Linked DNA regions of Mus musculus: all the other regions are linked to region 1. Evidence: chromatin contacts called from public promoter capture Hi-C data. All regions are on one chromosome and are shown on one strand. Each heading gives the region's core, a stretch centred on a gene start, on an enhancer-like site or on the middle of the called end of the contact. The rest is flanking DNA. Distances are from core to core; before and after follow the strand shown. Region 1 holds the start of Catip (ciliogenesis associated TTC17 interacting protein). Region 2 overlaps Tns1 (tensin 1). Region 3 overlaps Tns1 (tensin 1).

The links. Promoter capture Hi-C pulls out the DNA fragments that hold promoters and counts their contacts.
Region 2: a contact with region 1 is called in a promoter capture Hi-C map of liver, with 1.9 times the contacts expected there. The contact joins the enhancer-like site here to the promoter of Catip in region 1. A contact is called at or near these places in 3 of 39 promoter capture datasets (liver, neutrophils and pre-B cells), 1 of 115 datasets of contacts at active chromatin or transcription factors (pancreatic cancer cells) and 2 of 9 other capture datasets (embryonic stem cells and liver).
Region 3: a promoter capture Hi-C map of hippocampal neurons shows a contact between it and region 1, with 2.1 times the contacts expected there. The contact joins the enhancer-like site here to the promoter of Catip in region 1. A contact is called at or near these places in 2 of 39 promoter capture datasets (the 3T3-L1 cell line and hippocampal neurons), 1 of 484 Hi-C or Micro-C datasets (cerebellum) and 2 of 9 other capture datasets (adipose tissue and embryonic stem cells).

The regions. Positions count from the first base shown.
Region 1 is chr1:74,360,824-74,364,409 of GRCm38.p6, reverse strand. It overlaps Catip (ciliogenesis associated TTC17 interacting protein), which reads right to left and starts at 2,275. Exons shown (of 10, transcript NM_001379457.1): 1 at 2,224-2,275; 2 at 1,888-2,043; 3 at 1,463-1,660; 4 at 1,103-1,158; 5 at 7-93. The coding sequence starts at 2,248.
Region 2 is chr1:74,081,649-74,084,851 of GRCm38.p6, reverse strand. All of the region lies in intron 1 of Tns1 (tensin 1), which reads left to right. Among named protein-coding and RNA genes, the nearest start is that of Gm31637, 12 kb to the left of the region's middle. Within about 2 kb of position 1,836, at least 98 of the 459 cell types and tissues checked have an H3K27ac peak or open chromatin away from gene starts, as enhancers often do. A contact at or near this core is called in embryonic stem cells, liver and pancreatic cancer cells, where this site is marked.
Region 3 is chr1:73,989,397-73,992,853 of GRCm38.p6, reverse strand. It overlaps Tns1 (tensin 1), which reads left to right. Exons shown (of 33, transcript NM_001289895.2): 10 at 632-754; 11 at 1,115-1,179; 12 at 2,460-2,543. Among named protein-coding and RNA genes, the nearest start is that of Gm39664, 40 kb to the left of the region's middle. Within about 2 kb of position 1,408, at least 16 of the 459 cell types and tissues checked have an H3K27ac peak or open chromatin away from gene starts, as enhancers often do. A contact at or near this core is called in hippocampal neurons, where this site is marked.

The DNA.
Region 1 (3,586 bases), core at 1,026-3,525:
TCTTACCTCACCCTCCTTGACACTTCTGGTCACAACAAACTGGCCATCCTGCTTCAGGACGCTCATCTTCCTCTCCATGGGAAGGACAGGGAACTGAAGAGCAGAGCACACAGGAGAGACAATCACGTGCTCGCCCTTGAGAGGCTACCTCCCATCCTATCTTCGACGCTGTTTGTCTGTGGTTTGTTTTTCTGAGAGAAAAAAAAATAGTTCAGAATGGCCTGGAACTCCCTATGTAGCTCAGGATAGCCTTGTACTTGCAACAATTCTCCTGCCTCAGCCTCCTAAGCACTGGGATTATAGGCAAATGCAGTCAATCTTAGTTTTTTATAAACAAAATAAGACAAAAGTCCCTGTCTTGATAAATAAAAAAGATAAAATAAGACAGGCAGGCAGGCGGGCAAGCAGACAAAAAGATGAACAAAAAGCCTCATAGCCTGGTGTGGTGGTCCTCATAGCCTGGTGTGGTGGTCCAGCACTTGGGAGGGGGGTCAGGGGTTCCAAATCACCCTCAGCTACACACCATGTCTGAGGCCAGTCTAGTTATGAGACTGCCTCAAAATAGGAAGGAAGGGGAGGAGAGGGAGGAAAGGAGATCTTCCATTTATGGTGGAAGTCAGAAATAGGCCCATAGTATGTAATAGGAAAGATGAACAGCTGTAAACCTCAGAACGGAACACAGGCTGGAAGCTGGGAACAGATTCTCTGAGAAGGCTGTTAGGCCCAAGTCATCTCCCATGTTTAGACAGGGCATGGCCCCACAGAGGAAGTTTCTGAAGGGACTGGGTGAAGAGGATAGAGCCAGATTTGGAGGCTAAATAGTGACAGGCTCTGGGAAAGGTCAGGTCACGTGGCTCTGGGAAGTGGACCAGGCTTTCAGGCCGGAGGAGGCCAGTGGGCTGGGCTCGGTTTGTGCATCCAGACAACATCAGCAGCAGTAATGGAGGTGACTGGTTATCAAACCAACCGTGTGTGGTGCAGGTTCGGGCTGGTGGGATATGGGAGTGTGATATTCTCCAGAGGTCCCTCCCACCCTCGTAAAGCCCATGTTCTGGCTTACCCTGGAGCAGGGGCAAGGCTGGGGGAGGCTGGGAGTAAATACCTTGATGAACTCCTGACTGTGCTGTTCCATCAGCTCCAGATTGTTGTTTAGGTAGCCTGGGGTACAGGGAGGCACTGATGTCATAGGATGGACGCTAGGGAACGGGCTGGCCCAGGCTGGGGCAACGTGGCCATGGGAAAATGACAGGGTGGTCAACACTGTTCTTGTCCTGGGTATGTGACTGGGAATGACCTCCCCTCCTCCTCCCTCTCCTCTCCCCCTTCCTCTTCTTCCCCTCCCCCAGGCTTTACCCTCTCCCAGGTAAGTCAAGGGGCAGGTCCCAATTAAGGACCTATGGATTGGAATGGGGGTGGGGCGTGGAGAGAAGATGTGAGGGACAGGCAGCAGTCAGGGCTGTACCTAGGAGGGAGCTCCCACACAGCGATTTGTCTAGGAAGCCGCGGCTAGAGGCGTGGACCAGTAGACAGTGGGTCAGGATCCCTATGTCGTCCTTGTACTTCCCCCTCTGCACCTCAATGGTCAGTTCTCCCTGAGGTTCCCCTGTGTCTGAGAGGATGGCCAGAGTCTCCGGGAAGAACAGGAGCATATCCTCCAGCCCTGGGTGGTGCAGAGAAGCTGTCTCTCCAGGCCCAGCCTCTAGACCCCACACCACCCACTCACCCCTTGTCACGTCTCCCATCTCCTAACCAGCCCCGTCACTCCTCCTTGTCATCACTCGGTGCCAGCTGGTAAAGCTCTCCCCGACAGGCTTGTCCCTCCATGTTCATTAGCAAACAGGTCTTTTCTGAATCTCAAGAGGATCGGGTGGAGAGAGAGACTTGTACCTCTCCTCCCCACGCCTGCCCCACCATCTGGCTCACAGAAGGAGTTGAGAAAGCTGATGGCTTCAGCATTGGCTTCTGGGAATGGCTGCTGCTGCTGCCGCTGCTGCTGCTGTTGCTGCAGCTGGCCTAAGTGATGCTGGTCCTTGGCTTTGGAAACTACAAGAGGAAGAAAAAGCTAATAAGTCAGACTCTAGAGAAAAGGGTAGAGTAGGTAGGGATACCTGGTTCTGATCCCCATCCCCAAAAGTTAAATTTGCGAAGACCACACTTTGGTGGGTTTGCAAGGGACAAATACCCCTTCTCCCTCCACCCACAGACCAGAAGTCCATTCCTCACCAGTGGGGGAAACTTTGGAAGACATTTTATTGAGGCTAGTCAGTCTGTGACTAGTAGTCTCCATGGCAACCAGAAAGCTAGGTACTGCCTCTTAAAGGGCAATCAACCCACTTTACTGAACCTAGATTTGTCAAGCTTTGGGGCTCAGCCCAAGCTTAAGAGGTTGTCCAGCAGAGGGAGCCTTTGACATTCTTAAGAGGCTGAGGGAAAGCAGGTCTTTACAACTTCCTTGGGAATTCATGGACGAAGGGGGCTAGAGAGGTGGCTCAGCGGTTGAAAGCAGTGGCTGCTTTTCCAGAGGGCCTGGGTTTGAATCCCAGCACTCACAAGATGGCTCACAACTGTCTCTAGTTCTGTAGGATCCAACACCCACTTCTGGACTCCATGGATACCAGAGACATACATGGCACACACACAAACATCCAACAAAACACCCAAATATATAAAATATAATAATAATAATAATAATAATAATAATAATAATAATAATAATAATAATAATAATAATACAAAGAAGTAGTAGACTAAACCAGAAGTAGTGACTTGTGCCCATAAACCGGGCACTCATGACTCCTGGGCCGGACCTAGGCTCACACACAGAATCCACTTCAAGGTTGGACAACTGTCTTTGTGTGCTACAGTCCCAATAAAAACAGTCTCCTATCTCCTGAGCCTCAGGTTCCCATTCATTGCCTTTACGATGGTGGGAAAGCCTTCGCACTCAGTAGAAACTGTTTCTAATTCCCAGGTTCACCAAGGCTGTTCATCTTCTTTTCTGCAAGCTGCAACTTTCAGAGGGGCCTCTGTGACTCACCTATGAGCTTGGATGCCTCCTCATCTTACTGGGACTGTCATCATTGAGGCATGTAGGCATAATGATGGTCACGCTGAGAGGGACAGCAAAGTCTTTTCTCTTTTGTCTTTTTTGTTTTCCTTTTTGGTTTTTCTTTTTTCTTTTTGATTTTTTCAAGACAGGGTTTCTCTGTGTAGCCCTGGCTGTCCTGGAACTCACTCTGTAGACCAGGCTGGCCTCGAACTCAGAAATCCTCCTGCCTCTGCCTCCCAAGTGCTGGGAACTTTCTTTGTTTTTAAAGATTTATTATTATATCTAAGTACACTGTAGCTGTCTTCAAATGCACCAGAAGAGGGCGTCAGATTTCATTATGGATGGTTGTGAGCCACCATGTGGTTGCTGGGATTTGAACTCAGGTCCTTCGGAAGAGCAGTCAGTGCTCTTAACCACTGAGCCATCTCTCCAGCCCCTTGTTTTGTTGTTTTGAGACAGGGTCTTATATATCCCAGGCTGACTTCAAACTTAATGAAGCAGAGAATGACCTTAAATTTCTGACCTTCCTGTCTCTTT
Region 2 (3,203 bases), core at 587-3,086, 280 kb after region 1:
GCTAGGGGACCTTGGTGGCCGGGTCACAGGGAGAGGGTAAAGCCTATCTCAGCTTTTGGCCATCCCATCTCCCAGGCTGCCCAGCTCTCTGGCTAGAAGACTTCTGTCTTTTCTGGCCACCCAGAGCTGTTTAGCCTCAGAGGAGGGCAGAACTGGGGGTTTTCTCACAGTGGGTGGACCTCTTTAGCACACAGCCCTTTGCCTCTCTGCCCCTCGAGGAAGGGAGTTGTCTGCAAGCAGTTCCTCCCAACCAGGACCAAGGCCTGGCTAGAGCCCCTGATGGTCCAGCCAGTTGTGCCACACCCTCTGGCTGGCTGAATGGAGAGAGGGAAGGGCTGAGATGGGCCAAGGCCTTAGGCTTTGAAAGCCCTCTGCTGCTGGGGCTTGAGGGCTGGGGAGCAGGGCTTCCAGCTGGATCCCTTCCCTGCTCCCTTGCTCTGACTCTGGCTTGCAGGGAGGTGGGACAGTGCTGGAGCCACCAGGACACCCCTCCCTTCATTGTGGCCATGTCTCCTGCCTCTGGGCTTGCCTGTTAATCCAGGGAGGGCAGGGCCTGGCTGTGCCCCATGTGGCTGTCTGCCGCCTGTCAGGAAGACAGCAATCGTTGTCCTAACAAGCCACCGTCCTTGGATGGCACTGCATGTTTTATGGGCTTGTGGGCTTTATGGGGCTCACTCTCATCCTCTGCCTGGACCTGGGGAGCAGTCCCAGATGGGCGAGCGGGGCAGGGTGAGCCAGACTTAAACACCAATCTGCTCTTGTAGCAAGCTCTGACTCTGGTCTGTAGGGTTGAGACGTCCTTGGGTATCAGAGGGAGGAGGCTAACCCACCCTAAACCATCTCCACCAACATCCTGTGACATTAGAATCCACGTGTTGAGCCTTTCTATAGCATCCCTGGATACCCTACTTCCTAGTGTGGGAAGCTGAGGCCTGCTTCTCATTGGGGATGATGGAGCTGACTTTTCCTCACACAGATTTTTATAGTCTGTCCTTAGGGGGCTAACGTGTCCTCATATTCTCTGCTCCCCACAGCTGTCAGCACACCCCCTCCCTCCGCAGCTCGAAGCTTCGCCTTGTACTGAGGTCCAGAGAAGGTTGTCAATGCACTCGGCTACACAGCCCCAGTGTATTCCAGGCCTGTTCTTCCATCAGAGCTAGATGAGGGGAAAGTCACCCAGAACTGCTTAGAGGAGGTCAGAGTCCTGGAACCACCCATTAGCCCTCCGGGTCCACTGTGGGCAAGTTTATAGACTCAGGTTTTCCAGGACAGATGGGACAGTGGTATCACAGTCCCAGGCATGAGTCTGGATAGTCTCTTAACAGCCTGGAAGGCGTCACTTGCCCCCTCCTACCCACTAGGCTGTAAGGACTCCAGAGCTCTGGGAAAAGGGACTTTTCCTTAGGCTTTGGGAAAAGGGCTGGACTTGGGGGTATAGGGAGGGGAGTTTTGGAAGGTTATCTAGAATGTCAAATTCTGTTTCTTTAAGTGGGGAGGAAGAAAGAGGCCTGGGACTTCCTGCCTGCCTCCCTCACATCACTCTCCAACTGGACTGCAAGTTCCCTCTCTGTTCCACCTCCCACCCCACACCATGGCTGGGGCCCCTCCCCAGTATGTCTGACAAAATTGACCAGGAAATCTGACAACCAAACTCTGAGATGAGAAAGTGGGAGGAGAGACAGCAGACTGGAAGGGGATGGAGGCCCCTACCCTCACTGAACCCAGGCAGTAGACTGGAATGGTAGACTCCTGGCTGGAGCTGGGGGGTATTTAGGACCGGCTCGGGGAGTGCTGCTGCTCAGTATGACCACCAGGAGGCGCTGCTGACGCCTTCAACCTCTTCTTGCTTTGCTTTTACCTCTGCCCTGGACTTGTCTGTTTGCTCTTGCCTTTCACCTAGTCTGCCTGGCTATCTTTGATTTCAAAACAATCTTAAGCTTCAGAATGGTTGCAAACTCACTCGGCACAAAGATCTTTCCCTCCTGAACTTTGGGGGAGCGAGTTGCTGCCCCCCACTCGACTTTGAATACCTCCTTGACCTCACGAGGACTCCGTTTCAGGGGACACAGAGGCCAACATCAGAGGTTGATGGCATGAAGATGCCACTGCCTTCTAATTCTCAGACACTGTGGTGTCTCACTGGGTGTCCCTGAGACGTCCTTAAGGCCACCACAAACATCTAGTTCAGAATCAGCCACTGCTTTTAGCTGCCGTGTCTGGAGTCGCCTCCTGTCTGGGAATCTCTGTCTTCCCGTGACTTTCGTAACCTTGTCACTTGTGAAGGCTCCGGGCCATTTCATTTGTAGACTGTGCCTCAGCTTGTGTCAGCCTGATGTTTCCTCTTGATTGGATTCAGGTTGTGGCTTTTGGCAGGACTGTCAGAGAGTGATACTCTACACTTGGTCAGCCATCCCACGGGTACCACTTCCATTCATCTCGTCCCGGGTGACAGTAACTTACTTTGATCACTTGATTGGCATCTGTCCGGGAAACCTATCTCCCACTTTATTTCTGAGGCAGCTTCAGGTCTGTCTCCGGCTGACCTTGAACTCAGGCTGTTGGGATTACAGCTGTGCCTCCAAACCCCGTTTCATCCTTTGTAACTTATTTGTACAATGTGGGGAGGAGCTTGGAGACTCTATTCTGTTTTTAATCTTCCACCACCTTTTGATTTCTTCGTTTATTATTTGCCTCACAATGAGCTCTTTGAAGCCACGGCTATCATTGTGTCCCGAGCCTCAGCTCTTCCCTGATGTGGCCTTTGGGAGCTCCTGGGTCCTTCTGTCTGTCCCTCTTTGTTTCCTGGTTCCCTCTTAGCTGTGTGCCTCTATTCATGCTTGCTCTCTGTGTACTCATGGCTTGTGCCTTTCTTTTTCTCTTCCCTTATCTTCTCTGTGGCTTGTCTCATTCTCAGACAGCTTCCTCCTCCTCCCTCTGTCTATTTCTTCCTGTCTCTTTGGCTTGCTGCCTCTGATCCAGTCTCTTATTGCCTGCATTTCTCTGTGTTTTGGTAGCACCCAGAACCTCCTCCGTGTTGTCAGATAGGAGCCTGTGTTTGCTTAGTGTGTGGGCCACTCTTCCTCCTCCAAGCCAAGTTGTCTCCTCTGGCCCTGGCTCAGAGCTGGGAGGCTCAGGGACAAGGTGTGTGATGAGATCCCTCTGCACACTGCAGTGTCCACGACCTGGCCTGGGTGTGTGCCCAG
Region 3 (3,457 bases), core at 159-2,658, 370 kb after region 1:
CTATTTTGGATTCTGGTGCCTGTCATTATGGGATGTTAAGCAAGCAACAGACTGCTCTGGGCCTCAGATCGTGTGTCTGAAAGTGGACATCTGGCTTAGGCATGCTCTGTGGACCCTGCCAAATAGCAGCTCTTTTCATTTAGTGTTTTGTGAAATTAGAGAGGACTGAAGGAGGCCTTGAGGGCTGAAGGCCACTGGGAAGCCCCACTTCTGCACACTTTAGACTTCTCTCAGAGGGCCGGGAATGGGCAGTCTGTGTATCCAAAGGACTGTGAGCATCAGGGGACCCTTTTCTTTCCTGACACCCTGTCAGCCTTGAACTGGCCTTGGAGGGGAGCTGAAGGGCTAGGCTCAGGCCTTTCTGGAAGCTTTGAGATCACAGTCTCACGTTGTAAACCTTGGCACACCCCTGTGAGGACAACAGCTCTGGGAAAGGGACATTGCTTGCCTAAGACCCTACTTTGAGCCTAGGTCCCAGGTCATGCCCTTTGCTTGTTAAGCCTTGCCTGTCAGCAGGACTGGTGGGCAGGACAGGAACGGAGGCCAGGCTGCTGGTGACTGTCCCCATATTGTGCTGACTGGCTTGATGGAATTCCTAGGCTTTCTTTTCTTGCTTGTGTCTCAATCACAGGTCCTGGAATTCGGCTGGCCTGACCTGCACACACCGGCCCTGGAGAAGATATGCAGTGTCTGTAAGGCCATGGACACCTGGCTCAATGCAGACCCCCACAATGTCGTTGTTCTCCACAACAAGGTCAGAGCAGGGGCTGTCCACGTGCGCATGTACCTGTGTGTATACAACTGCATGTGCACACCTGCCCGGGTGTTCAGATTATGTGATTGTGCTCACCCACCCATTTGTGTTTTCCATTCCAGAACATGATAGCTTCTGCCTAAGAGAATACCGCCAACACGTGGGGGCAGGGCAGTGACCTATGTGTCTAGCGGTGGAGGGTGCACTGACTTTTCTGACTCCCATCCTCCTGCCTCCCTCCCCAATGTTCCTCTTTCTGCAGAACAGCACCCTTCTCTCTTACCCTTGGCCCCTAGGCTTTGGGGTGGACTTTTGACGGCAGAGCCTCTTTGACCAATGATTGCTTTTTGCCTCTTTCAGGGAAACCGAGGCAGGATTGGGGTTGTCATTGCAGCGTATCTGCACTACAGCAACATTTCAGCCAGGTGAGAGGTCAGCTGTCTTTTATCCCAGCTTCTGTGCTCTGGGCGTTGATGTGGGGACACCCCTCTCCCACCTTGAGGCAAGGAGCTGCCCTCAGATGGAGGAGCAGGATGGACGAGAGGTGCAGGAGCCCCCAGAGATAGACACAGTGTCCTCCAGCTCTGAGGCAGCATGGAAACAGCTGGCGACAAGGAAGAGCATCCCCTCCCGTGTGGAAGACACCCACACAACAGCTTTGAGCGGCTTATTCTCCCTCAGCTGCCTTCTGTTCCCCTCGATGATCCAGGAAGGAGTCAGAAAGAGATAACTGCATCAGAATTGGACTCAGGGGACAATCTGGAAGTTACTCAAGCCCACGGCGGGGATGTCTTTTGGCTTGGGTATTTGGAAGAAAGAACAGGAACCAGCCAGTATGCAGATTCCATTCTGACACCACTCAGCACAGAGGCTGAAGGCTTGTTCATCTAGCATGGCTACCCAGAGGCTGCTGTGTCCAGGACCATGTTATAATGGCGCTTGAAAGAATGTAGAGGTTACAGCCCAGGGCCTGCCCTGGAGGACTTCAAATACCAATCAAGTCTCTCAGCAGCATCCATGGTTGTGGCTATGCAAACAGACCAGAAGTGACTCGGGCATGTGGCCGGGGGACCTGTGACTCTAAAGGCATAAAGAATTTCTGTAGGTCTTAGAGAGGAGCTGTGGGTGGAATAAAAGGGTCTGGTGACCATAGAGTCGGAGAAGGCTTGGGGACAGTCAGGTAACAGAGAACAATGGCTTTGGTGGCCTTAACAAGGACTTTGCATTTACTCTAAACAGGACTGAAAGTTGTTGGAATACCAGAATTATCTCTGTATGCTGTGTAGAGGGTTTCAGTGGTCCTTGTGTCTGCTGAGTGGACATGTATACACCCATGGCTGGCAAGCCCTTATGGCTATCACCTCATCCAATCTCCTTTAAGCCTCGTTTGATGCAAGGGATGAGGTTTGATGGAAAGGATTACGTCCCCGGAGCCGATTAGTAGCAGTCTAGAGATAGGTGCCCAGGCCGCCAGGTTGTAGAATCCCTGGCTGAGTCCTGTGCCACACAGATTGAAGATGCTTGAGCATGCTCTTCCTGAAGGCTTCTCAGTGTAGCATGTTTTGAGGAGGGGTATGACCTTCCACAGTGACCAGATTTGGTTGAGGGGCTGTACAAGCCTGGGGGGGTGGGGCTCTGAGGAAGGGGACAAGAGGCCCGTGAGTGTAGGAGTGGGCTTCTTTGACTGTCTTGTGTCTCCCCACAGTGCTGACCAGGCTCTGGACCGGTTTGCAATGAAGAGATTCTATGAGGACAAGATCGTGCCCATTGGCCAGCCATCCCAGAGGAGGTGGGTGCCTGGGACCAGCCCAACCTGTGCTTTCCTGTGGTGGATACTGTGCCTTGTTCACTCTCAGGGGGTAGACAGCTACTTAATTGAGGGTGTGTCAAGCATGGGCATTTAGCCTGCAGTGACACAGGTATGGTGGTGCCCATAGGTTGGGGTGTCAGTTGGCTTCGGCAGCCTCTAGCAGAAAACATGCTGTTATGGCATGACTGTAGGGGAGCAAGCCCCCATGTAAGGAAGACACATGCTGTTCTTGGTTGGCCCTGGTGGCAGGGTCATTCCAGCCTGTGGATGAGTACACATACATTGATGTCCCTAATGCCTGTCCTGGGAGATCATAGGTAGCTCTATAAGAGACACCTTCTCTCGGGAGAATTTATAATGTTTTGCTAAGGGCCCCAGCCACACATTCTTACTGGAGTGTCATAGTAATAGCCCAGACGGAAGCAGGACCAGATGGAGTCATTCATTGCCACAGTTGAGGAACTCTGCTGTAGCTGTGGGTACTGGGACATCCAGGCTGACAGAGCAGAGTCCCTTCCTTTCCCTGAGGGAGCTGTGGTTCTTTTTAGAGTATAGGCATTAAACAAGTGAAAAAAAAAAAAGCCAAAGGGAGAGGGGGGAGAGTTGGAGATGAAGAAGGACAGAGGTTGGGGGAGAATACAGAGAGGCAGAAACAGAGGGATAGGGAGAGAGGGCAGAGTAGAGAGAGAGAGAGAGAAGACAAGAGAAATGGAATAGAGAAGGAGAAAGAGAAAAAGGAGAGAAAGAAGGGAAGAAAGAGAAGACCCACTCTGGGGAGTGCTCTGGCATGGAGGGTGATGGACAGAACTGGCTGTTTTTTATGGAGACAGCCTGGAATCTCTGGTGGAGATGACTTTGAAGCCCTACCTGGGCCACTGATGATATCCAGGGGA